7 separate regions of the Mus musculus genome follow, and all the other regions are linked to region 1. Evidence: chromatin contacts called from public Hi-C, HiChIP or PLAC-seq and promoter capture Hi-C data. All regions are on one chromosome and are shown on one strand. The core of a region is the stretch at or near the end of the contact, and the rest is flanking DNA. Distances in the headings are between cores, read along the strand shown. Region 1 holds the start of Cerk (ceramide kinase). Region 2 holds the start of Creld2 (cysteine-rich with EGF-like domains 2). Region 3 has its middle 9.4 kb from the start of Gm23144. Region 4 holds the start of Mapk12 (mitogen-activated protein kinase 12). Region 5 holds the start of Plxnb2 (plexin B2). Region 6 holds the start of Tubgcp6 (tubulin, gamma complex associated protein 6). Region 7 holds the start of Pim3 (proviral integration site 3).

What was found. Promoter capture Hi-C pulls out the DNA fragments that hold promoters and counts their contacts. Hi-C and Micro-C count contacts between places; a contact is called where the count stands out from the background. HiChIP or PLAC-seq counts read pairs in DNA pulled down with a chosen protein or histone mark.
Region 2: a contact with region 1 is called in a promoter capture Hi-C map of hippocampal neurons, with 4 times the contacts expected there. The contact joins the promoter of Creld2 here to the promoter of Cerk in region 1. A contact is called at or near these places in 7 of 39 promoter capture datasets (the 3T3-L1 cell line, the C10 cell line, cranial neural crest and 3 more) and 2 of 115 datasets of contacts at active chromatin or transcription factors (astrocytes and large pre-B cells).
Region 3: a promoter capture Hi-C map of trophoblast stem cells shows a contact between it and region 1, with 10 times the contacts expected there. The contact joins the enhancer-like site here to the promoter of Cerk in region 1. A contact is called at or near these places in 5 of 39 promoter capture datasets (the 3T3-L1 cell line, 3T3-L1-derived adipocytes, hippocampal neurons and 2 more) and 1 of 9 other capture datasets (embryonic stem cells).
Region 4: an H3K27ac HiChIP or PLAC-seq map of large pre-B cells shows a contact between it and region 1, with 5 times the contacts expected there. The contact joins the promoter of Mapk12 here to the promoter of Cerk in region 1. A contact is called at or near these places in 1 of 39 promoter capture datasets (pre-B cells) and 1 of 115 datasets of contacts at active chromatin or transcription factors (large pre-B cells).
Region 5: a promoter capture Hi-C map of the C10 cell line shows a contact between it and region 1, with 6 times the contacts expected there. The contact joins the promoter of Plxnb2 here to the promoter of Cerk in region 1. A contact is called at or near these places in 5 of 39 promoter capture datasets (the C10 cell line, cranial neural crest, embryonic stem cells and 2 more) and 1 of 115 datasets of contacts at active chromatin or transcription factors (large pre-B cells).
Region 6: a contact with region 1 is called in a Hi-C map of B cells, with 6 read pairs. The contact joins the promoter of Tubgcp6 here to the promoter of Cerk in region 1. A contact is called at or near these places in 5 of 39 promoter capture datasets (the 3T3-L1 cell line, 3T3-L1-derived adipocytes, embryonic stem cells and 2 more) and 1 of 484 Hi-C or Micro-C datasets (B cells).
Region 7: a contact with region 1 is called in a promoter capture Hi-C map of pre-B cells, with 4 times the contacts expected there. The contact joins the promoter of Pim3 here to the promoter of Cerk in region 1. A contact is called at or near these places in 8 of 39 promoter capture datasets (the 3T3-L1 cell line, 3T3-L1-derived adipocytes, the HPC-7 cell line and 4 more) and 1 of 115 datasets of contacts at active chromatin or transcription factors (epiblast stem cells).

Annotation. Positions count from the first base shown.
Region 1 is chr15:86,184,842-86,187,823 of GRCm38.p6, forward strand. It overlaps Cerk (ceramide kinase), which reads right to left and starts at 1,300. Exons shown (of 13, transcript NM_145475.4): 1 at 666-1,300. The coding sequence starts at 807. Gm15569 (predicted gene 15569) reads left to right here and starts at 887. Exons shown (of 3, transcript NR_155352.1): 1 at 887-943; 2 at 1,365-1,400; 3 at 1,811-2,355.
Region 2 is chr15:88,818,197-88,821,128 of GRCm38.p6, forward strand. It overlaps Creld2 (cysteine-rich with EGF-like domains 2), which reads left to right and starts at 1,450. Exons shown (of 10, transcript NM_029720.2): 1 at 1,450-1,638; 2 at 1,735-1,817; 3 at 2,333-2,443. The coding sequence starts at 1,516. It overlaps Alg12 (asparagine-linked glycosylation 12 (alpha-1,6-mannosyltransferase)), which reads right to left and starts at 1,122. Exons shown (of 10, transcript NM_001142357.1): 1 at 1,062-1,122.
Region 3 is chr15:88,843,106-88,846,219 of GRCm38.p6, forward strand. No RefSeq gene overlaps it. Among named protein-coding and RNA genes, the nearest start is that of Gm23144, 9.4 kb to the left of the region's middle. Within about 2 kb of position 1,451, at least 75 of the 459 cell types and tissues checked have an H3K27ac peak or open chromatin away from gene starts, as enhancers often do. A contact at or near this core is called in trophoblast stem cells, where this site is marked.
Region 4 is chr15:89,139,356-89,142,476 of GRCm38.p6, forward strand. Mapk12 (mitogen-activated protein kinase 12) reads right to left here and starts at 1,348. Exons shown (of 12, transcript NM_013871.3): 1 at 993-1,348; 2 at 773-902. The coding sequence starts at 1,117.
Region 5 is chr15:89,179,258-89,182,408 of GRCm38.p6, forward strand. Plxnb2 (plexin B2) reads right to left here and starts at 1,531. Exons shown (of 38, transcript NM_138749.3): 1 at 1,408-1,531. It overlaps Dennd6b (DENN/MADD domain containing 6B), which reads right to left. Exons shown (of 20, transcript NM_027081.3): 20 at 2,956-3,151.
Region 6 is chr15:89,121,619-89,124,425 of GRCm38.p6, forward strand. It overlaps Tubgcp6 (tubulin, gamma complex associated protein 6), which reads right to left and starts at 1,532. Exons shown (of 25, transcript NM_001163319.1): 1 at 459-1,532. The coding sequence starts at 1,199. Hdac10 (histone deacetylase 10) reads right to left here. Exons shown (of 20, transcript NM_199198.2): 17 at 2,557-2,635; 18 at 2,201-2,383; 19 at 1,947-2,106; 20 at 1,685-1,861. The coding sequence ends at 1,848.
Region 7 is chr15:88,860,815-88,863,549 of GRCm38.p6, forward strand. Pim3 (proviral integration site 3) reads left to right here and starts at 1,380. Exons shown (of 6, transcript NM_145478.2): 1 at 1,380-1,938; 2 at 2,024-2,133; 3 at 2,227-2,277; 4 at 2,365-2,734. The coding sequence starts at 1,854. It overlaps Gm33049, which reads left to right. Exons shown (of 3, transcript XM_006521646.3): 3 at 1,019-1,692. The coding sequence ends at 1,666.

The DNA.
Region 1 (2,982 bases), core at 50-2,549:
GGAGAGTGGCTCTAGTGTCCTTGCACCATTCCCAGTCACTGCGGGTGGGTTGCGTTTTTTCCCCATGCTGGCCTAAGCTACTCCTCTTTCAACCCTGAGGGCGGCTGAGCAGGGTGTACACTCCATCGGAAAGTCAAAGGCCCTTGCTCAACTGCCTAATCGCAGGAAGTCCCTGCCAGGGCCCCTCTGGGCTTCTCCCATAGAGAAACATGTGTATGTACTTGGGTTCACTGTATTGGACGAAGAATATGACCAGAAACCAGTCCTGTCCAGGTGTGCCAGCGCCATCCCGACGGCAGCACCAGCAACAGACCTCCCCCAGGGTCCCGCGGATGCTCCGGGATGGGGGGTGGGGGGCTGTGGACGTCCGCTCTTCCCCTCCCCCTCCAGCACCTCCAGAGGCTTTGTCATCCCAGTTCCAGGAGTATCTGGGCTCTCAGCACCCAGACGGTTCCCCGCCAGAGGCCGCGGAGTACTTAGACCGCCCGGCACCCGGGCTCTGCGTCTCGGATTCCCCGCGCCTCGGTATCCCGGGCGCCTCTCCCCGTGCCCCAGGTCTCCTCCCTCCGAGTTCCGCCCCATCCCAGCCTGCCCGGAGCGCTCGGGCTACGCAGGCCGGGGTGGATGCAGCGCCGGCCCCACCAGCCCGGGATGGCCACACTTACCGGCACCCGGCGCGGAGGGCCCGGGCTCCGGGCTCCGCCACCAGCGTAGCAGAGCCCGCGCGGGCTCCAGGCTGACGGCACAGCGTCGCCGTTTCACCCACAGCACGGAGTGCAGCGGCTCCGCCGCCCCCATTGCCCCCATCGCCGCCGGCGCGGCCTCGTCCGCCGGGCGCGGGGCGCGCGGACACCGGGGGGGGCGCGGGACCGTTAGCGGCCCCTGCAGTCTGCCCGGCGGTGACGCGGGGAGGCGGGAGCGGGAGGCGGCGCTGCGTCACCCGGTACGCAGAGAGGGTGGCGGGGACCCGGGAGGAGGCGACCAGGGTGAGGACAGGAGAAGCTAGACTTGGGGCCAGAGAAGAATCAGAAACAGAGGAGTCTAGGGAGCCTAGGATGAGGAGCAGAAAAGGCCTAGGAAGGAACGGGAGGGAGGGGTCAGAGGAGGGGACTGAGGGACCTGGCTGTGGGGAGGGCGGTCGGAGCGGCCGGGTGCCCTGAAAGACACTAGTCTGTCGCTCTGGCTGCCCCTGGGTCCTGCTGGGTCTGCACGAGCGACGGGGTAGGGAGGGCTGCAAAGGGACGGGCGGAGTCCCAGCAGCGCAGAAATGTTGCCCGGGCGGTCCTGGGCAGGCGATAGGAGGCCGTGGAACTGCTGGTGTGCGCCCAGGAGCGATTTGACCTTGGGCATCCGTCTCTTTTTAGGTCTTGGTCTCCTGGCGGCTAGCAAGAGTCCTGCAGGTTAGTCCCAGTAGGCAAAGGAAGGCTAGGATGGAGAGGACAGGGGTTACCTTCCAGGGGAGTGGAAGCTTCATGTGTGGATGGTTGTGGGTCTACAGCCACCAGAGAGACGGGAGAAGGCGTCTTCTTATCAGTCACCTGACTGTACCCTCCCAAACAGGCCTAGGGAACCGGAGTTGCTGCTCTTGATGCAGCTTAACATGGGACAAGCTGAACATATCCACCTCAGGGAGGTCTTCCTGGACTCCGTCTCCCCCAGCCAAAGCATCCCAAGACACAGCAGGGCAAAATTCAGCACTGCACTCATTGCATATCTACCCATCTTTGTGAAAATTCCATGGGCATGTGGGCTTGTCCCTTACTGGGTCTCCAGTGTCTAAAATGGTCTCTGTGCATAATGTGTTACTCAGATATTGGTTGCGTGATAGCATCTGTTCACATCTGACCAAGGAAGAGTCTCCTCGGAGATGCTAACTGGTCCAAGAGTGCAGGGCTCTGTGGTGTGACAGAGCTAAGCCTCACAGCGGAGTCAGCTTTCAAGAAGACAGGAGAGCCTTCTGCCCTCCCCCTCAGCTCTCCTGCTGTTGCAGACTGGGGTGGAGCTGGCCAAGTCTACCTTGCCTGTGCCTGGTACCAGAGGGCTAAGGTACAGGTCTGATCCTGTCGGTGCCCTGTGTCCATCTGCAGGGCAGGGACAACCATGAATCACTTGCTTCCTGGAAGCCCAGCCCAATGGTAGGCTCCCTGACAGCCCTGGAGTGTTGGTTAGGCCCAGGCAGAATCCTAGCCCCACCCTGGAGCAAGCTGGACCTGACCTAGCTCAGTTGTTAGTTGAAGCAATGGCTGTCCCAGCTCTTTCCTTTCACGGCTATCGGGATGAGGCTTGGGGAATGTGGACATGAAACTTCTTCAGAAACCTCTTGCCATTGCTGATGATGCTGCCTCTGTTACTGGTGAGGGGTTGTGTCGGGCAAGGGCAGCAGGGGCTATTATTATTATTAATTATTATTATTACTATTATTATTATTATTATTTTGAGACAGGGTTTCTCTGGGTAGTCCTGATTGTCCTGGAGCTCACTCTATAGACTCTCAAACTTAAAGATCCACCTCCCTCTGCCTCCCAAGAGCTGAGATTAAAGGTATGAGCCACCACGCCTGGAAATTAATGCAGTGTTTATATGTAAGTGTTTAATACCAAGAGGACTGGACTCCACCTTAGTCCTAGAGGAGTTCCATCCAGGAAGACACAGCCACACGGTCCACAAAATACTAAAGAACCTGAGGAGGGCCACCTGTGTGAATTATAGCTCACTAGTGAGAACCAGGATCCTGCAGTGCCTACCTCGGACTGAAGTGTACCCCCCTCCCCCATTTGAATTCTGAAGCCCCAAGCTTGATGCCATAGATAGTGGCTTATTTGGAGACAGAGCCTTTAAAGAGGTGACTCAATGAGGGCTTTTGGGGGCACGGGGAGGGGGGGCAATAGCTTGGTTCCTGGACAGAGGTTGCCACTTCTTCAAACACACTCATTCACATATGCGCACTTGCACACATATGAACACATGTGTACAAACAAATTA
Region 2 (2,932 bases), core at 200-2,699, 2.6 Mb after region 1:
ATAAAAACAACTTATCAGCCGGGCGTGGTGGCGCACGCCTTTAATCCCAGCACTTGGGAGGCAGAGACAGGCGGATTTCTGAGTTCGAGGCCAGCCTGGTCTACAGAGTGAGTTCCAGGACAGCCAGAGCTATACAGAGAAACCCTGTCTCAAAAAACCAAAAAAAAAAACAAAACAAAACACCTATCACAGGAATGGGGGCAGCTGCAGGGAAGAAGAGATGCTAATGGCTAAGCTCCAGGAGCCAAGCTCCAAAAAGCTATACTGCTCTTCTGAAGGTCCTGAGTTCAAATCCCAGCAACCACATGGTGGCTCACAACCACCTGTAATGAGATCTGATGCACAGAGCAAGCAGAGGTCGTAAATTCAACTCCCAACAACCAGATGAAGGCTCACAACCCTATGTACAGCTACCGTGTGTACTCATATACATAAAATAAACAAATCTTTAAAAAATTAAAAGCTATACTCTTCGCAAATGTGGCGTGGAGGAGGAGGGCATCTCAGATTAGGGGGTACCCTTCAAAGATCCTGTCGTCCCTGTCCATTGTGATTCCAAAGCTTCCAAGGGAACTGTGGGAATCATTCGTTCAAATTGTGGCTTTAACCTGGAAGTGTTAGCTGGTGTAGATGAACTTACTTGTAAACCAAAGACCAGACTAAACTGTTACTATTTATACAATCAGATGTTCTTTAAAATACACATAGTCCACATCTCCTCCTCCTCCTCCCTCAGGTCACTTAAAGTTCGGAAGGTCATTGTGAACTCACTGCCTGAGGCCCCTGAGGAAATGTCGACCACTGGGGCCCCCTCAACCACACTGAGCAGGACCCAGATGTAGAGCTCTGTTTACGGATGACAGCTCCGGGCGCCAGGTGAGGAGGATGGATGAACGGTCCAGGCCTCGGGCGAGATGTCCCGCCCCCAGGGACACGCTCAGCCTCTAAGTGACAGGTCCATCCCCGGGTTGAGGAACTCAAAGGCCGTCACGCGCGCTCGGGAGAACCCCAGCTTCGCCACCTCCCGCCCGAGTACACCAATCCCGGCGACGCGCGCTAACCTCTCCTCTCCGCAGGACCCCGCGGAACTGAGCAGACTGACCAAGGCAGGAAGCCGGCTGCGGAAACCGGGCCCGGAAGCCAAGTCTTTGCCCGAACTTGACATGGCCACCATTGCCCAGGCTGGCGACCGCAGCTGGCGCTTCCCGCCCGGAGAAAAGATGGCCACTCGTGGAGGGCGGGGCATGGGGACCCGATAGAAGATTACGGTTCTGCCTCATTCTCGCGGGACGCTGACCCGGGGCCTTCTCATTGGTGGCTTCTCGTGGCGAGCCTCAATTGGTCCACATCAGGCAAGGGGGATTCCTCCGGCCAATAGAAGCGCGCGGGGTGAAAGGTGGGCGGGGCCTCGGCGACGCAGTCAAGTAGCCCGGGGAACGGCCGGCGCGCGGGCCGGTGGGCGGAGGCTCAGACTCCGCCGCAGTTCTCGGTGGGTCGCCGGGCAGCCCTCCCGCCATGCACCTGCTGCTTGCAGCCGCGTTCGGGCTGCTGCTGCTGCTGCCGCCGCCCGGGGCCGTAGCCTCCCGGAAGCCGACGATGTGCCAGAGATGCCGGACGCTGGTGGACAAGTTCAACCAGGTGGGCGGGCGGCGGGGTCCGGGGCAGCGGCGCTGGGGCAGGGGCTGGCGGCGGGGTTCACGGTAGCCCATCGAGCTGGTGCCACCTCCACTACAGGGGATGGCCAACACGGCCAGGAAGAATTTCGGTGGCGGCAACACGGCGTGGGAAGAGAAGACGCTGTCTAAGTACGAATTCAGGTGAGTGTTCCCAAGAAGTGCGAGGATGTGCGGTCGCGGTCTGTGAATCGGTGGTCAGACCTTGGGGTCGGTGCAGACCACCGGCACACGGAGGAACCCCTTCGATGGTGGTGGACACCTGTCAATGGTCGTCCCTGCCTCTGGCCACTCAACTGGTCTGTGGTTTCCACACTCCCTACGGCCACTTCTGTGCGCACAGACACTGGAAGGCTTTTACACACACGCACACGGGCCTTTTGGAAACTCAGACTGGAGCCCCTCGCCCTCCTAGAGACTTCTGGCTTCCCTGACTAATGGAATAAGCTCCCTTTCTCATGCTGTAGGGATGGAGGGGCCTACCATTCCTGGGTCCGCTGCACACCCCCCGGTTAGCCTCCCCTTACTGACTAACCTTGCCTGTGGTTGTAGAGACTCTCCTCTTCGCTAAAGTAGTCTCTAGGAGGGACATGTGTAAAGTGAGCAGACTGGTGCTTTGGGGTGCTGGTGCTTTGGGGTGCTGACAGATTGTGTTTCAGTGAGATCCGGCTTCTGGAGATCATGGAGGGTCTGTGTGACAGCAGTGACTTTGAGTGCAACCAACTCTTGGAGCAGCAGGAGGAGCAGCTAGAGGCTTGGTGGCAGACACTGTGAGTGCCTGGGACCCTGTCTTCTGATCTCGCATTTTGCAGTATCTTCCCAGTAGAGAACCTAGAGAAGCAGGAAATATCCTACATCCCCATCCCGATTTACCCCTGCGCTGCCACCATCTCTTAGAAGCTTCCAAGGAGGTCCTGTGCACACCTGACCCTTGCTTCCCCCATCACATAGCCTTGAGGGCGTGGACAGTGCCTCCTAGCCCGAATCACCTGAGGTCCTTAGTTGCTTCAGCCTGAAGTTAAGAAGTGAAAATTGGAGTGGTTAAGCCTCACTTCAGCGCATCGTTACTGTCTGGCTATCACTGTTAGTTACTGATCTCTTACTACACCTAACTTATAAAGTCAACTCCCCCGCTGATATGTTTGAAAACGCCTGTGCTATATTTAGGGTTTGAAACTGTCCAAGGCTTGGAGCATCCCCACTGAGCCGTGCGTGCCTCCGGGCCAGCGTCTCGTGGGATTTAATGACCATTTCAAAAC
Region 3 (3,114 bases), core at 201-2,700, 2.7 Mb after region 1:
GGGCCACACAACAGCAGGAAAGGGAACTACTACTCATGATCATGAGCAGGGCAAGAGAGTGAGGAATGATGAATAAATGAATGAACGAATAGCAAAGGATTAGTAAATAATAAGTGAAAGATGAAGGAGTGAATGAATGAAGGAGTAACAAGTGAATGAATGAATGGAGTAATGAGTGAATGAATGAATGAATGAATGAGTAATGAGTGAATGAATGAGTAATGAGTGAATGAATGAGGGTAAGTGAATAAATGAGTGAGTGAACAAATGATGAATGAGTGTGAGAGAATGAGAGAGAGTGAATGAATGAGTGTGAATGACAGACTGAGAGAGTGAATGAATGACATTGTGTACATGAAGGTACCCTGCCCCACCCCAGGGTCCTCATCGAAAACCCCAGGTCCCTTGCACGGTGGCCCTGTACAGCAGAGGCCATGTGTGGGGGAAACAAGAACCAGCCCAGGATGCTTAGCACATTAACTCTGGGGTTGCAAGCAGCGCCTGGGTGTCTGGAGTGGCTGAGGCCGCTGCCGCCTCCTGTTTCTGAAGACACAAAGCTGCAGCTGTTCATGGGCCACAGTGAGCCCCATGCAGGGTAGCAGTCTGTGTGTGTGCGTGTGTATGTGTGTGTGAGAGAGAGAGGGGGGAGAGGGGGAGAGGAACAAGGAGGGAGGGGAAGAGGGAGGAGGAGAGAGAGAGGGAGAGGGAGAGGGAGAGGGAGAGAGAGAGAGAGAGAGAGAGAGAGAATGAGTCACTTTGCCCTCAGCCTCCTCCCCCACACTTTTTTCTGGTCCTACACCACTACACTCAGCTTCACCACCACTCTCTCCACTAGGGCTCTGAGTCTCCATAGTCCCCTCAGAGAACCGAGTCCTGGCTTGTCAGCACAATGCCCCCAGGAACCTCTGTAGTGTGAGCATCTAGAACCCCAGAACATACAGCCCTCACGCCAGCAGCCAGCAGTGACCCACAGGGACAGGATCAGAAGGTGTGTATGCATGCAGACACCGGAGTGTCTGGTCCTTAGAGCTGTTCTGGGAAATGGACTAATGACTCACCCAAAAAGTTCACTGCTCCCAGGACCCTGAAGGCAAAAACTTGTATGAGAGTTTGCCTTCCATTCCATACTAGGTCCTATAGCCCTTGAGACCACCGCAGCCCAACAGACACCTGGTTGTGGGCACCTCAAGATGAAGGGAGGCAGCTAAACCACAGCTGAGGTTCAGACCCACTCAAACTGCACGATAATAAATGGATGTTGAGTCAACCAAGTCACTCATATAGCACTGAGGTAGAGCTGGACACTGACCTTAGCCTGATAGGTAAGGTAAAAAATAGGGGATGATAAGCCCAGAACTTGGTGACAGCTCCTGAGCAGAGCTGGACCTATCACTGGAGCAAAAGGGGATGCTGTGGGAAACACTGGAGCATAAGGGCAAACATAGGATGTGTCCTCAGTGGGCCACATCAAAGACACCACTGTGAGAAGGAGGGGCTTGGGACGTGGCTCACTTAATACAGCTTTTGGTGAGCAAGCACAAGCCTCCGAATTAAACCTTCCAGCATCCATGTGAAGAAAAACAACCAAACAACCAAACAACAACAACAAAAACAGTGTGGTGGTGCAGAGACAGGAGGAAGCTCCTTAGCTCCTTAGGGCTCAATGGCCACTCAGCCTAGCTTAAATAAGTCCTGGTGAGAGAGCCTGTCTTAATTAAGGTGGATGGTTGTTATGGGATAGAGACCCTGACTGGAGTCCTAGGTCTACCAAGGGAGGTGGGCCAAGAGGGTGGGTCCAGGAACTGTGTACTGGCCACAGAGGCAGTGTGAAAGCTAGCCTGACACACCGTACGGAGCTTGCTCTGTCTGGAGTCCTGCAGCTGGTGGTCAACGGAGACCTGTTAACAGGAGAGTGGGTTTGTAATACTGGTGGGGAAACGGTGACTGGAGAGGGATCCTGCTAGGAGAAAGTTAAGCGGGAGAGGACAGGCAGGGCGGGATGCTAGAGTTTGGCCAGGGGAGATTAGAACAGAAGGTGCAGGTTTCTCCAGCCAAGTCCAACTGCGTGTGGGGGTGGGGTGATGAGAGTCAACTCAGCAAGACATGAGCTGGGCTGGGGTCAGGAAGGGGTATCAGTCAAGAGAGATTTGGGGGACTGCGGTCTAAATCTACAGTCAGATGCCACTTCATATCCACAGAGATGATGGCTGTGAGAAAATGGAAATGGCAAGTGACGGTGAACATGAACCAACCACAGGGTGGTTGCCATGATTTGCATGGCTAATCACAAGCTCCTATGGGCCCCTCTGTGGTGGGCATTTCCAGCATGGATCCCGAGATCTGGTCATTCACAAGCAGAACTGCAATGGCTCATAGCTCTAAAAGCCAGGGAGAGTCTAATTTGGGGGTGCAGGAATCTGGTCAGGGCTTTCTGTTAGCCCAGGGTAGAAAGCAGAAGGCAAGAGACAAAGGAGGAGAGACAAGGGAGAGGAGGAAGTGGGTAGAGAAGGACAGGAAAGGGGTAGAAGTCAATGAGCAGGAAAAGGATCCAAATTAGTCCCGTTGCCAGGAAACCAACCCCATGCTAATGGCATCAATCCATCCTTGAGGTCCATGCCTTGGGCCTCATCTCTCAGCATCACCCAATTGGGAACCAAGCTTCCCACATTCCAGTTGTAGGGACAAATTCAGGTCACAGAATGGTGTGGTCCAGCCATCCCTCTTTTAGGGCTATGATCTGAAGACCTCTACAGATACTCAGATGCTTCACTGCCCAGCTGGGCTTGCACACAGCCATGGTCACGGGCATGGAAGAGTTGCAAGATATTTGATCACACCATGAACCCCAAGACTGTGCACTGGAAAAACCTGATTCTTGTTGTGGTGTGGCTCAGCCCTAGAGCACACCTTTGCTCTGAGAACTTTAATAAGCAGGATCAAATAAGTCAACCATAGGTCAAGAGAAGGAACAGGCAACTGATTGACAGGGAGTGAACAGAGGGAAACACAGGAAGTAGAAAGGAGAGACTTTGAGTTGAAGGGTATTTTAGACAGCATGGAGAAGGAGAGGGGGTTCTTTTCCTCTGGGACATTGGCAGAGGGGGAATGTCAGCG
Region 4 (3,121 bases), core at 98-2,597, 3.0 Mb after region 1:
TGGGAGGGACAGAACTCACAGGTTCAGGAAGAACCATATCTAATAATAATAATAATAATAATAATAATAATAACAACAACAATAACAATAATGTCCCTGGTTGGGAGGAATGCTCTGATGGCTAGCAATGGTGATGCAAGAGGCTTAGGAGTAGCCATATGCAGGTAGGACGGGAAAGGAGATGCCTTCTGTATGGGTGTGAAGAAATACACACCCACAACACTAATGGCGATGCTCTGCTCCGTAAATCCCTTTATCCACAGAGACCCAAGGCTCTGGGATGATAGAGCCAAGGCTGCACACCTCGAGTATCCTGCCTTGCCCTGAATGCCTAGGATCCTGTATGTCTGGAATAGAAGACTCGGGTGGTGGGCAAAGGGAGACTAGGGTAGGGTAAGGAAGTACCCCTTCCAGGAAAACCCTCCTCACACCAACCTGATTGTCCAATCAGGTTTTGGAGTGAGACCTGAGGAATCCTTAGGCCTAGACCATAACCTGACCACTGCCTGGGCTGCGAAGGTAGAGGTGGACCGAAGGTGAAACCAAGCAATTGAAGAAGAGGCTGAAATTGTAGTGTCACCCAGAAAGGGATCTGGGCTCTGCCTCTGCTTTCCTCCTGAAAGTTGTTGAAAGTTTACCCAAGCTGGGAGCTAACTAGGTAGGAGGTACCAGGCCCTTGGAAGCAGAGACTGTGGGCAGGATTTGCAGGGGAGGGCAGGATGAGAAGAGGCCAGCGCACAATATCCGCATCTGGGGCGGGCTTTAGACTCACGTTCTCGTGGCGCATGTGTTTGAGGAGGCGCAACTCTCTGTAGGCGCGCTTGGCAAACAGCTCCGACTGGAAGGGCCGGTACAACTTCTTGATGGCCACCTTGTTGCCAGTGCGGCTGTCTACTGCAGAGCTGCGGGGCGGACGGCTTGGCTAGCGAACCGGCCCCGTAATCGCCAGCTGCCTCCTGCCCTGCCTGCCGCCCCGCCCGGCAAACGCTCACCACACTGCACCATAGGCACCAGAGCCAACGGGCTGCAGGTCTTGGTACACGGCGCGCACCTCCCAGGCCGTTTTGGTCACCTCCTGGCGGTAAAAGCCCTTGCGGGCGGGTGGCGGGGAGCTCATCCCCAGCCGGAGCACCGCGCCCCAGGACCGGACCCGGGATCAGGGGCTCCGCCCGCGCGCCCCGGGTCACTGCGTGGCAGGGCGTACTCCGCGCCGGCTACCCGCCTGCCCGCCTCTGAGATTTTCCTTTGCGGGCTCTTCTCTCGGGGTCGCCACCCTGAACTCTCTATAACCGCCAACTCCCACCCGACCCTTGTCTCTGGCCCGCAAAGTGGTCCCTCCCGGCCCACTGACCAACCGGCCCCCAGGCCCTGAGCACGTGACACCCCCGCCTGCCCTCGGCCCCTGCGGAAACCCGAGGAGGCCTCCGGGGTTGGGCGGAAGGCTTGGAAAGGGGGGGTTGTGGGGGAGAGCTGCTCCATAGCTCAGTCTCGACCTGAGATGAGAGGAGGCGTTGAAACACCCTGGCCAGCCTACACCCTCGCTAGACTTCTTGGCCCTTGGGTCCTAGCAGGTGCCTCTCTTAATTCCAGCCTTTCCTGTCCTCCCAGAACGTCGGACCCATTCTAGGCAACTTGAGACCACCAGGTTCTACTCAAGCCCCAGGTCTGGTCCACCTGCCCATACACCAATCATACCCCATCCCAAATGGTTCCTTTTACTGGCTCAACTCCCCGTCTTTCCCAAGGATGCCCCGCCCCTGGGGCTGATCCGTTCGCCTCCTTCTATATGGAGGAGGGATTTGGTTCAGTCTCCCAAACGTCTCAGGTTGCTTCCCCAGCCCCATTGTTGTGGCCACTGGCTCTCAACTTCCCAGTCTAAGATCCAGAGGGATGGGTCCTATCCTATCGGCCCTTCTAAGACTCCTTCACACCTCTGTTCCACCCACCCCAATCTGGTATGTGGAGTGGCCGCTTCAAGCATTGGACAGGACTGGTCTCTGTGCTTTCCACCTGTTGTCCAGCTTGGTCTTTAAAGCCCAGAATGAGCTAAAAGTGTGCCTGTCCCCGAAAAAAAGGGGGGATCCTTACGTGCTCATTCTCTCTGGGGTCCCGTGTAGACCTGAACCAGGTGCTCCTGGAGGGTCAAGCCAACATCCCTCCCAGAGCTGAGTAACCAAAGTCTGTTCCAGGATCTCACTGGCTTGACCAGTAGTAACAAGATCCCCAGAACCCCCTCTCTCCCCCTCCCTCCAAGCCTGCCTGCCTGCTGCCATGAATCAGCAGCTCAAGGCTAGCCAGAGCAACTTTACACCTGGGCTGCTGCTGGTGATGTGGTACATCCGCAAACTGACAAGAGCGAGCAGGGCAAGCTCAGGGCCAACACTCAAACTACATCTGCCTGGCTCCTGTGACCTCCGTGCCCTGGGAGGCCTCCAGACACCCACCCATACCACCCAAAAAGCTCCCCAGTTCCCCTCCTTTTCTGTAGGGGACTGATCTAGACCAGATTTTGGTACTAGGGCCATGTATTTGGGTTTGCTCCCGCTCCCAATCCCCCAACTTTGGACTTGGCTCTTGCCTTCTAGGTCCACCCCCCCACCCCACCCCCGGCCCCAACCTCCACCGCTGGACCAGTTGCCAGACTCAGATCTCTGGCGGTCCAAGATTCAGGACATAGACATGACACATGAGCTGTATCCTGGGCTAAAGTTGCCTTTTCGCCTTAGTCAGGAAGGAAAGCTATTTCCCATATCCTGTCCAATCCCTGAGGAAGAACAGATCTTTTCTCTAGGGACAATCCCCAGCCTCACCAGTAAGAGGGAGCCAAGTCTGTCCACCATTCCTAATGTACAAAGTCCCTAATGTGCAGGGACCAAAGTGTGCTGGCTCTTACACCTTTTGCCCCTTCTAACCAGTGTGTCTTGTCCTGCACTGGTCTCCTGGGTTCTTCACACACACACCCCCAAGAAGCTGCGATAGTACTAGAAATGACTGCTGCTCTCATTGAGTGATCAAGGGGCACAATAAATTCAAAGTCGGTGGCGCTAGCAGGAAGTGTACGGAGGCACAGAGATCCAGCCACCCCTCCAGGAAGCAGAATCAGTAGAAGCAATGGGATCCA
Region 5 (3,151 bases), core at 281-2,780, 3.0 Mb after region 1:
TCCTCCTTGGCAGGCAGCCCGTGGGGGAGGGGGGAACTCACATTCCAAACTCTTGTTTTTCTAAGTAACTTCCCTCAGATCCTGGGGCTAGAAACCTCTGGCCAGTCCTCAGGCCTCCCCACTTCCATGGGAGGGTGTGAGCGACTAGGTGGCCGAGGCTCTGTAGTCTACCTGGTGATTAGTCTTCTCGAGCAATTTCCATACAACACAATAAGGTTTGGCACATTCCACAAAACAACTCACGCGTTGGCTCTACCTTCCTAGGAACTTCACCTCCTGACCAAAGAGCAAGGACTCATGCTAGCGACAGTCCAACTTTCTGATGACATTCCCTATGTTCCAAGACAGCATCCGGGTGTGGGATCAGGCTGACAGCTCCCACCCTCTAGGTGTTTGTGAGCAGTCTGAGAAATTCAGCTTTAAAATCATCAATACAAATTGAAGAGAGACGTTAGAGGGGGGCACTCCCCAAGGCAAATGAGGGCCCCCGAGGGCCTCCGTTCATCAGAACGTGACACTGGCTTTGGGACCTGGCTTCAGCTACAGTTCTGACCACCACCACCATGGTGGCCATAATCCGATCTCCCTTCCTGCCTTCTCCAAGGAACTAGAAAAAGGAATTAAGTGACGTGGCCAGAAACTCTAGGATTCTTAGGCTCAGAAGACCCCAGATAGAAAGGACCCACCCACACACAAACCTGCCACACAGCAGGAAACAGAGGAAGCAATGAATCTCCCTTAAGAAGGTATATGGAAGTGAAGGACTGGACTGTGTAAAAGCACCCACAAGTTCTAAGCCCTCTGAATCCTAAGTGTCTCTCCAAACACCACAACAACGAACTACACTAGAAACTTGCGGAGATCTTGCCGGGAGGCGTGGGGCCTCACCAGGTACTACTACTGAGTGTTAGTTCTCTCTGGCTCTTGTTCCCTGTCCCAGAAGGTGTGGGCACTGCTTTGGTTGAGCACCCCTGTAAAAAGCCCCAGCAGAGCCCAGCGTCTGAGCAAGCTTAGCTTGAGAACTGGGGCCTGGAGGTCCAGCACGACAGAGATGACTTGCTCTGGTCCATCGATTCGGTAGGGACGCCGGCCGTGAAGGAGGGTTTGAAACTACACCGGGTCGGGTGCAGCTCCACCGGGTCGTGGGAACCCTGCCTGCCAGGACAGTCTCCCAGCATCCCAGCGCTGAGGGCCTCGTCGCCAATCGGGGAGGCAGGAACAGCCAGGCCCAGCCGATTGGAAAGACAGACAGACGCGGGGCAAAGACGCAGGCCCGCGTCGCCCTCCGCGCAGCGGCACTGCCCTAAGACCCCCGCGTCCGGGGGCGCAGGCCGAGGCCGAGTGGCGGAGACGGCGAAGCCTGGGCCTGCGCGACGCCCCCACAGTTCCCGTCCCCGAGTGCCGTACCTGCTCCTCCGCAGCCGTCGTTCGATGGCGCCGGGGCCGCGCTCTGCGTTGCGCTCCGGCCCGCGCGGCTGCCATGGAGACGGGCCTTTGTGTGGCCGAGGAGGGGCCGGAGCGCGCGGGAGCCGCCGGCCCCGCCCCCGCCAGGGGAGAAGGAGGGCGGGGAGGACAGGGGCGGGCGAGAGGGAGGGACGAGACTAAGGGGTAGAGGGTGGGAAGGAGGGGCGGCTGGCGTCCCTAGCGTACCCCGCGTTTCCCTCGGCTCAGAGCCACTTATGCACACCGCTTTGCTTGGAGATTCGCGCCCAGTAGCAATCCGCGCTCCCTGCCTGCTGCAGTCTCGTCTCCTGGCACCAGTTCCCCCGCACCTCCCACTGCCCCGTCATCAGAGGAGTTCGCTCAGGCTGGGCACAACCCCGGGAGTGCCCCAGGCCGAACTGAATGGCGCACGCGGCCCGGCACCAGTGGGTGGCTTCGCCTGGGCCAGATCGAGGCCTCAAGTGTCTTCTTGGAGATGGGCGGGGCGCAAGGAACCGCACCACCATTGGCAACAGGCGGGACCACGCGCTCATCCCGTTCCCGAGGGTGAGGGCTGCTGAACCTTGATTCTTTCTTCCAAATCCTAGCCGCTCTGTTCTCCTTATGGAATGTTCTACTCTCCTTCCCGGCCCCTTGGCCTTACCGACCCCCAAAATGTCTATAGGGTAGGACAGTACCGTAGGGTTCCTACTTCAGGCCTTGAAGTTGTGGTGGCGATCTCAGGACAAGGTTTGGAACTAGTCCCCAAACCCCAGCTCATTCATGTCTACCCTGGAATAGCTGTCTCTTCCACCCCAGATTTGCTCTCCTTTTTAAAACAAAAAAAACTAAAGATGTATTTATTTATTCATTTTATGTATGTGAGTACACTCTAGCTGTGAGCCTTCATGTGGTTGTTATGAATTGAATTCTTAGGATCTCTGCTCGCTCAGGCCCAAAGATTTATTATTATACATAAGTACACTGTATCGGTCTTCTGACACACCACAAGAGGGCGTCAGATCTCACTACGGGTGGTTGTGAGCCACCATGTGGTTGCTGGAATTTGAACTCGGGACCTGTGGAAGAGCAGTCTCTTACCCCCTGAGCCATCTCGCCAGCCTCCAGATTTGCCCTCCTTGAATACCGTCTGCCTACTTCCTCCTATTTCCTCTGGCATCTCTGTGGAGAGCCTTTTGGGGTGCCCGTGACTGACTGAGCCAGCTTGGAACAACATCTCCCCAGCTTTGGAGATCTGCCCCAATTCTTATGTCTTCCCCAACCTGAAAACTTCACAAATCTGAGGACTTCACTGTTTCTTTAAGGAAGTTGAACTTGCCCCATCTCAAGCAGCCAGGCTTGGTTGAATCACCTTCTCCCCTCCACCAGCAACCCCGCCCCCTCCCCCCACATACAAGAGACTCCAAAATATTCAGTGATTTCAACACTACGGCCCCCAACACACACACACAACTCTAAAATATCCAGTAACACAGCTGCAAACTTTGTATCAAAAATATTAAAAGACAAGTATTGTATAACAAAAAAAGATATTTTAATAACAAAGTTGTGGGAAGGCCAGTATTCTGAACTGAGTAGGGCTCAAAATAGAAAAGGCAGGAAGCTGGAGGGTAAAAGAGTCCTCCTGTCCTTCCGGTCTGTCCCTGGGGCTGGCTGCCTCATGACCTCCACCCAACCCTCTTAGATCCCCTGAATGCTGGCTCACTGC
Region 6 (2,807 bases), core at 282-2,781, 2.9 Mb after region 1:
CAGACTTTCTTTTGGATGGGGGGTGTTGTTTGTTTTGTTTTGCTTTTTGAGACATGGTTTCTCTGTGTAGCCCTGGCTGTCCTGGAACTCACTCTGTAGATCAGGCTGACTTCGAACTCAGAAATCCGCCTGCCTCTGCCTCCCAAGTGCTGGGATTAAAGGTGTGTACCACCACTGCCTCTCTTCATTTTAATTAATCTGATTTCTGAACTAACAGCACTAGAGAAGTGACTTAACAAGAAGCTCTTGAGGAACAGGATGGGAAAGGTGCACGTTGTGTTTTGCTTACTGGTGAGCAGCTAGGACATTCCTGTGCAAAAGGATGCCAGCAAATCCTCCCCAACACCTCTACATCATGACTGTCTGCTCACCTGAGGCTTGGACAGAAGCTTGCCAACAGTACCAGGTAAAAGAATTTTCCAAACCTCTAGGGTTACTGAAAGGGAAAGAAATACTACCTTGATGGCTAGTCCAGAGAAGTCCGCGCTGTCTGGCACAGGTGGTAGGTCCAGTCGCACATCCATGTCATAGGTGCGGCTATGCACAAGTGCACCAAAGAGGGAGACCCTGGTGTCTCTCTCAAACCTGTCACCACAAGAGTCACCAATTGAGAAGAGCCCAACGGTGGGCAGGCCAGTGCCTGGGGCAGCCTCCATCACCTGAAGCGCTTCCTGGACCGTGTGATGACACAAATTCTCCTCCCCAGAGATAAATGACCGAACGTCCATTTCAAACACACTCAAGTCATAGCAATCGTAGCCGCTGTAGGGTATGTTTCGGCCTGCATGCTTGTTGTTAAAGAAGTAATCCCGTTTTCTACGCAGCACTTGAGGGGGGCCACTTCCTGCCAGCTGAACTAAGAGGTCCAACACTGATGCTACCTCCACAAAAGGACAGTCAGGGGCTGCTTCAAGTTTCTCCACGAGCTCCTCCAAACGGTCAGCCTCTGGCCCCAAGCCCCCCACCCTCAAATCGAAGGACAGCATGAGGACCTTGTTTTTCACGGGGAGCTTCGACGAGTCGGGCTGCCGTTGATGGGTGTCCTCTTGAAAAAGATTTGCGAAAAGGGCATTGTAGGCCACCCTCTTAAGGCTCCGCTTCGCCCTCTTCCTGTTCACACTGCGCTGGCCGGGGCGAGCTTGGGCAGCAGGTAAGAGAGCCTCGCAGAGGTCATCGAACAGCTGGGTGATGCTGGCCATAGTCACTCTCTTTTCAGCCCAGGACCCTCCTGACTGGTAAACTTTGCACCTAGGAGTCACTTCATGCTCTCAAAGGCCAAAGCTCACCGTAGGTGAGCCAGGCTCAAAAAGCGGACCGCCCGTGGCTCCACACCCGGCAACCCGGCATCCGCGTCTCAGGTTTCGCACTGCAAGAGGCCACACGCCGCGACCCTAACAGCCCTCAGCCTCCACCTGGCGCTCGTCCTCGGCTCTCCCGGACCATGACAAGTTTACCGACCGAATGCGTACGCCCCATGACCAGCCTGCAAGCCCGGGACGCCCGAACTGGGACTCCCGCCGCTCTGGCGTCACACCCACGCGACGGCAGACAACACCAGGAGACGCACGGGAAATACGTCATCAGGCCCGCCCTAAGTGGGCGAGGCCTCAGCCTCAGCTTTCAGAGCTAGAACCTAGCATCTTGGATAATTTGATGGGAGTGAACTCAGTAACGGAGACAGAGATGTGTTGTGTTTGGCCGATGTTTATTGTTCTGGAGGTAGAGGACGCCTGGGCCGCAGACGGGACGTAGGTCTCGGGCCATGGTTCGCTGGGGCCCGAGTGTGCTATTTTTCACGTGTGAATCGCCCACCTTGACCGATTTCAAGCGACTGGCAATCACTGTTATTATGGTGGAGGAGCTGGAAAAGCAAAGTTGACTCGTTGGTGAAGCTGGCTCCACGTAGTTCTAACGTAGGGCGTCGCCTTTGCCCCTGTGTGCCTCACCAGCCACCTGCAGCAATTTCCAGCGAGCCTCCAGCCGAGCTTTTAGAAACATCAGAGCCTGGATCTCCTCTGGAGTGGCCTTCGAGAAAGGACCCAGACTGGGAGGTGTTTCTCCATGCAATGCCTGCGCCAGGCTCCTTGCAAGCAGGCGTATGGATTCCTGGCTCGGAGAGAGTGGGGTTTGGGCGCCGCAATGAGACAGTTGTTTCTGCCCACCTTCCACCCATATAACGTAGCCACCCTACCCAGTTTACCTCTTCCACTACAGCTAGAATTCGGCCCCCTACTGGGCTCCGAAGCATTGCAGCCAAGAGAGCAGCTTGAGCGTTCTGCAGGCCATGGGCAGGCCCCAGTGCCATCAACACCATATCAGGCTGGAAACCATAGGCCAAGGGCAGTACCAGACCCAGAATGAGGCTCAGAAACCCTCCAGTTGTCTGTAGGGACAATAGCAGAGCCTCAGACTCTCATCTAAAGGGCACTGCTAGTGGCTCCTGTCGCCCACCCCACCCCCAATCTCAGGGACCCTGGGTTGTGAACAGGAACCCCCAGAGAGACCGGCGGGGGGGGGGGGGCGGAGAAGCTCTCCAACCCCAACACAGCCACTCACCTGTGGCAGTGGAGTGGAGAAGTGGAACATGGACTGGATGGCTGCATCCTTGCCCCGGATGTTGAGCCACAGAATTCTCCTTCTCAAGAGAAAGCACCAGGGCCATAGACACATAATGCAGGAGACCCTGCTCACCCTTCCCAGGGCTTATCAATAAAAGACAGAGGAGAGCTTGGGGCCAGGGGGGTGGGGGCGTAAGTGACTGTCAACCTGGTATGGCACTGTGTTCTGGGGCATCCACTCTCAAACTG
Region 7 (2,735 bases), core at 130-2,629, 2.7 Mb after region 1:
CAGCCATTCTTCACCATTGAATTTACTACCCACCTAGACAGTTCTCAAGGATCCCTCCCTCCCTCTCCCGAAAGACTGGGGTCCAATACAACCAGATTGTCCTGGCCAGGAGGAGCACAGGCCCTGTTGGGTTCTTAGCTGGTCCTTTGAAAGCACCCACAGGCAGACAACCCCCGCCCCTCCCCCACACCTGAGCAGGTACCCTGTAAACCCTGCTGATAGCTGGTATGGAAAGCTTTGTTCTTGGCAGATGTGGTCAGCTCCTGGAAAGCATGTTAGGAGACAGCCAGACAGAGCTCCAAGAACCTGAGACCTATTCCGAGGGCCTGAGTGTGTCCAGACTGTTGAGGGTCTAGGCCACAAAGACAGAAAGGGGGTGAGGAAACCAGGTGGGCCCCAAATAGTGTCAAGGCAGTAGGCGCCTCAGAAAGGTTCCAGAGAGAGAAAGTGTGGATTGCGGTGTTAGTGGAGGAACATGGATAAGCCAGTGGGAAGCCAGGCTCCAGATCCCCCAAGTAGTAGCAGTTCAGGAACGACAGTTGAATCGTTTAGACATCAAACTGAAGTCCAGGGAGCAATGGCTCTCAACTCATTCTCACCCAGCTATGACAGATGACAACTCCAAGTCCTGGGTTGCTCTTGGGTCAGTGACTTAGCCAGGGGTCAACAACAGTTGAGTCTAATTTCACTGGTGTCTTAAGGTATAGGTAAAAAGGACACAGGGAGACTGCTGTAGGCTGTGTCTACTTGAGCTGCTCAGGACGGAACTATGGGCATAATAGTCATCAACAAAGGACCTTTGGTAGTTGTGAGCAGCTAAAGGGACACTTTGTCAGATGGCCTTAGAGCAGAGGGACAAGTTCCCAGGAGGGAGGATCTAGGGTTTAGGAGGCTCTCATAAGTACCCAGCTAGGAGCATGAGATCTGAGCCTAGCTGATGGGCGAACACTCAAGGTGTGCTCCAGGGAGCTGAGGCTGGGTTGAGAGGTCTGAGGGCAATGCTTTCTCTGTCGCCCAGCCACGTGCGCATCGTGGCGCGCGAGCAGCGGGTGACGCACACAGAGCTAGTGTCAGCGTAGGCCTCAGGGCCGCACGACTGTCCTCCCGGACTTCCGCTTCTCAGAGGGGGCCGACTCCTCGCACACCCCCAGCCACAAACGCCCACGAAGAACGAGGGAACAACACGCGTAACTCGCGGAGCCGGAGAGTGACCTTCCTCAGCGCGGCCTGGGGGGCGAGGCTCGGAAGGCCCCGCCCTACGCTGCCATTGGCTGAGTCCCCGTGTCCTTTCAAAACCTCGATTTTCATTGGCTTATGCGGCCCCGCCCGCGCTGCCGGAGACATAAGGGGGCCGCCGCCCGCGCGCGAGCTGCGCGTGCGCAGGGCGGGTGAGAGCGCCGTGAAAGCCGCGGAACGCCGTGCACCTCCGCGACTCTACTACGGCAAGCTAGTCCGGACGGGTCGTCGTCCCCGCGCGCCACCAGCCCTTGGTGAAACGACAGGGAGCGTCCGGCTTCCCCAGCACCGCCCTGCGAGACTCAAAACAGCCACACCGCAAAGCGAGCCTCGGGCGGAAGGAGGCGGAGCTTCAGGCGGCCCCGCCTCCGCGGAAGGATACACATCTCCGTGGTCCAAAACCCCGGGGCGAGGCGGCCGGGGCGTGTGAGCTGCTCGGCCAGCTGCCGTCTACGCGCTTTCGCGCGGCCACCGGGCAACTGCGCCGCGCGGCTGCCCCGCTGAGCGCTCGGCCTCGGGGCCGTGGGATCCGCCGCGCTGTCTGCGGTCAGGAAGACCGCCCTCCCGCGTCCTTGCCGGACGGGTCAGAGGCGGCACCGCACGCGAGGCCACCCGCGATGCTGCTGTCCAAGTTCGGCTCCCTGGCGCACCTCTGCGGGCCTGGCGGCGTGGACCACCTCCCAGTGAAGATCCTACAGCCAGGTATGTGTGGGGACCAGGGAGGGGGCCTGGGCGGGGGCCGGGGGGTGGCTTTGGGTCATCATCAACCCGATTGTTTGTCCCACAGCCAAGGCTGACAAGGAGAGCTTCGAGAAGGTGTACCAGGTGGGCGCCGTGCTGGGCAGCGGCGGCTTCGGCACGGTCTACGCGGGCAGCCGCATCGCCGACGGACTCCCGGTGAGTCGTGGCTCCGGGCGCACCCGCGTGGACGATCGCCACGCTCGGCCGCCCGTCTGACCGCTCGCGTGTCGCCCCCTCTTTTCCCCGCAGGTGGCTGTGAAGCACGTGGTGAAGGAGCGGGTGACCGAGTGGGGCAGTCTCGTAAGTATGCGGGTGCGGGGCGTGCGGGTGCGGGGCATGCGGGTGTGGGTTGCCTTGGCTTTGTCCGATGACCGCCTTGTCCCCCAGGGCGGAGTGGCCGTGCCCCTGGAGGTGGTGCTGCTGCGCAAGGTGGGCGCGGCGGGCGGCGCGCGCGGCGTCATCCGCTTGCTGGACTGGTTCGAGCGGCCCGACGGCTTCTTGTTGGTGCTGGAGCGACCCGAGCCGGCACAGGACCTCTTCGACTTCATCACTGAACGAGGCGCCCTGGACGAGCCGCTGGCGCGTCGCTTCTTCGCGCAGGTGCTTGCCGCTGTGCGGCACTGCCACAATTGTGGGGTCGTGCACCGCGACATCAAGGACGAGAACCTGCTGGTGGACCTGCGCTCGGGAGAGCTGAAGCTCATCGACTTCGGCTCGGGCGCGGTGCTCAAGGACACGGTCTACACTGACTTTGATGG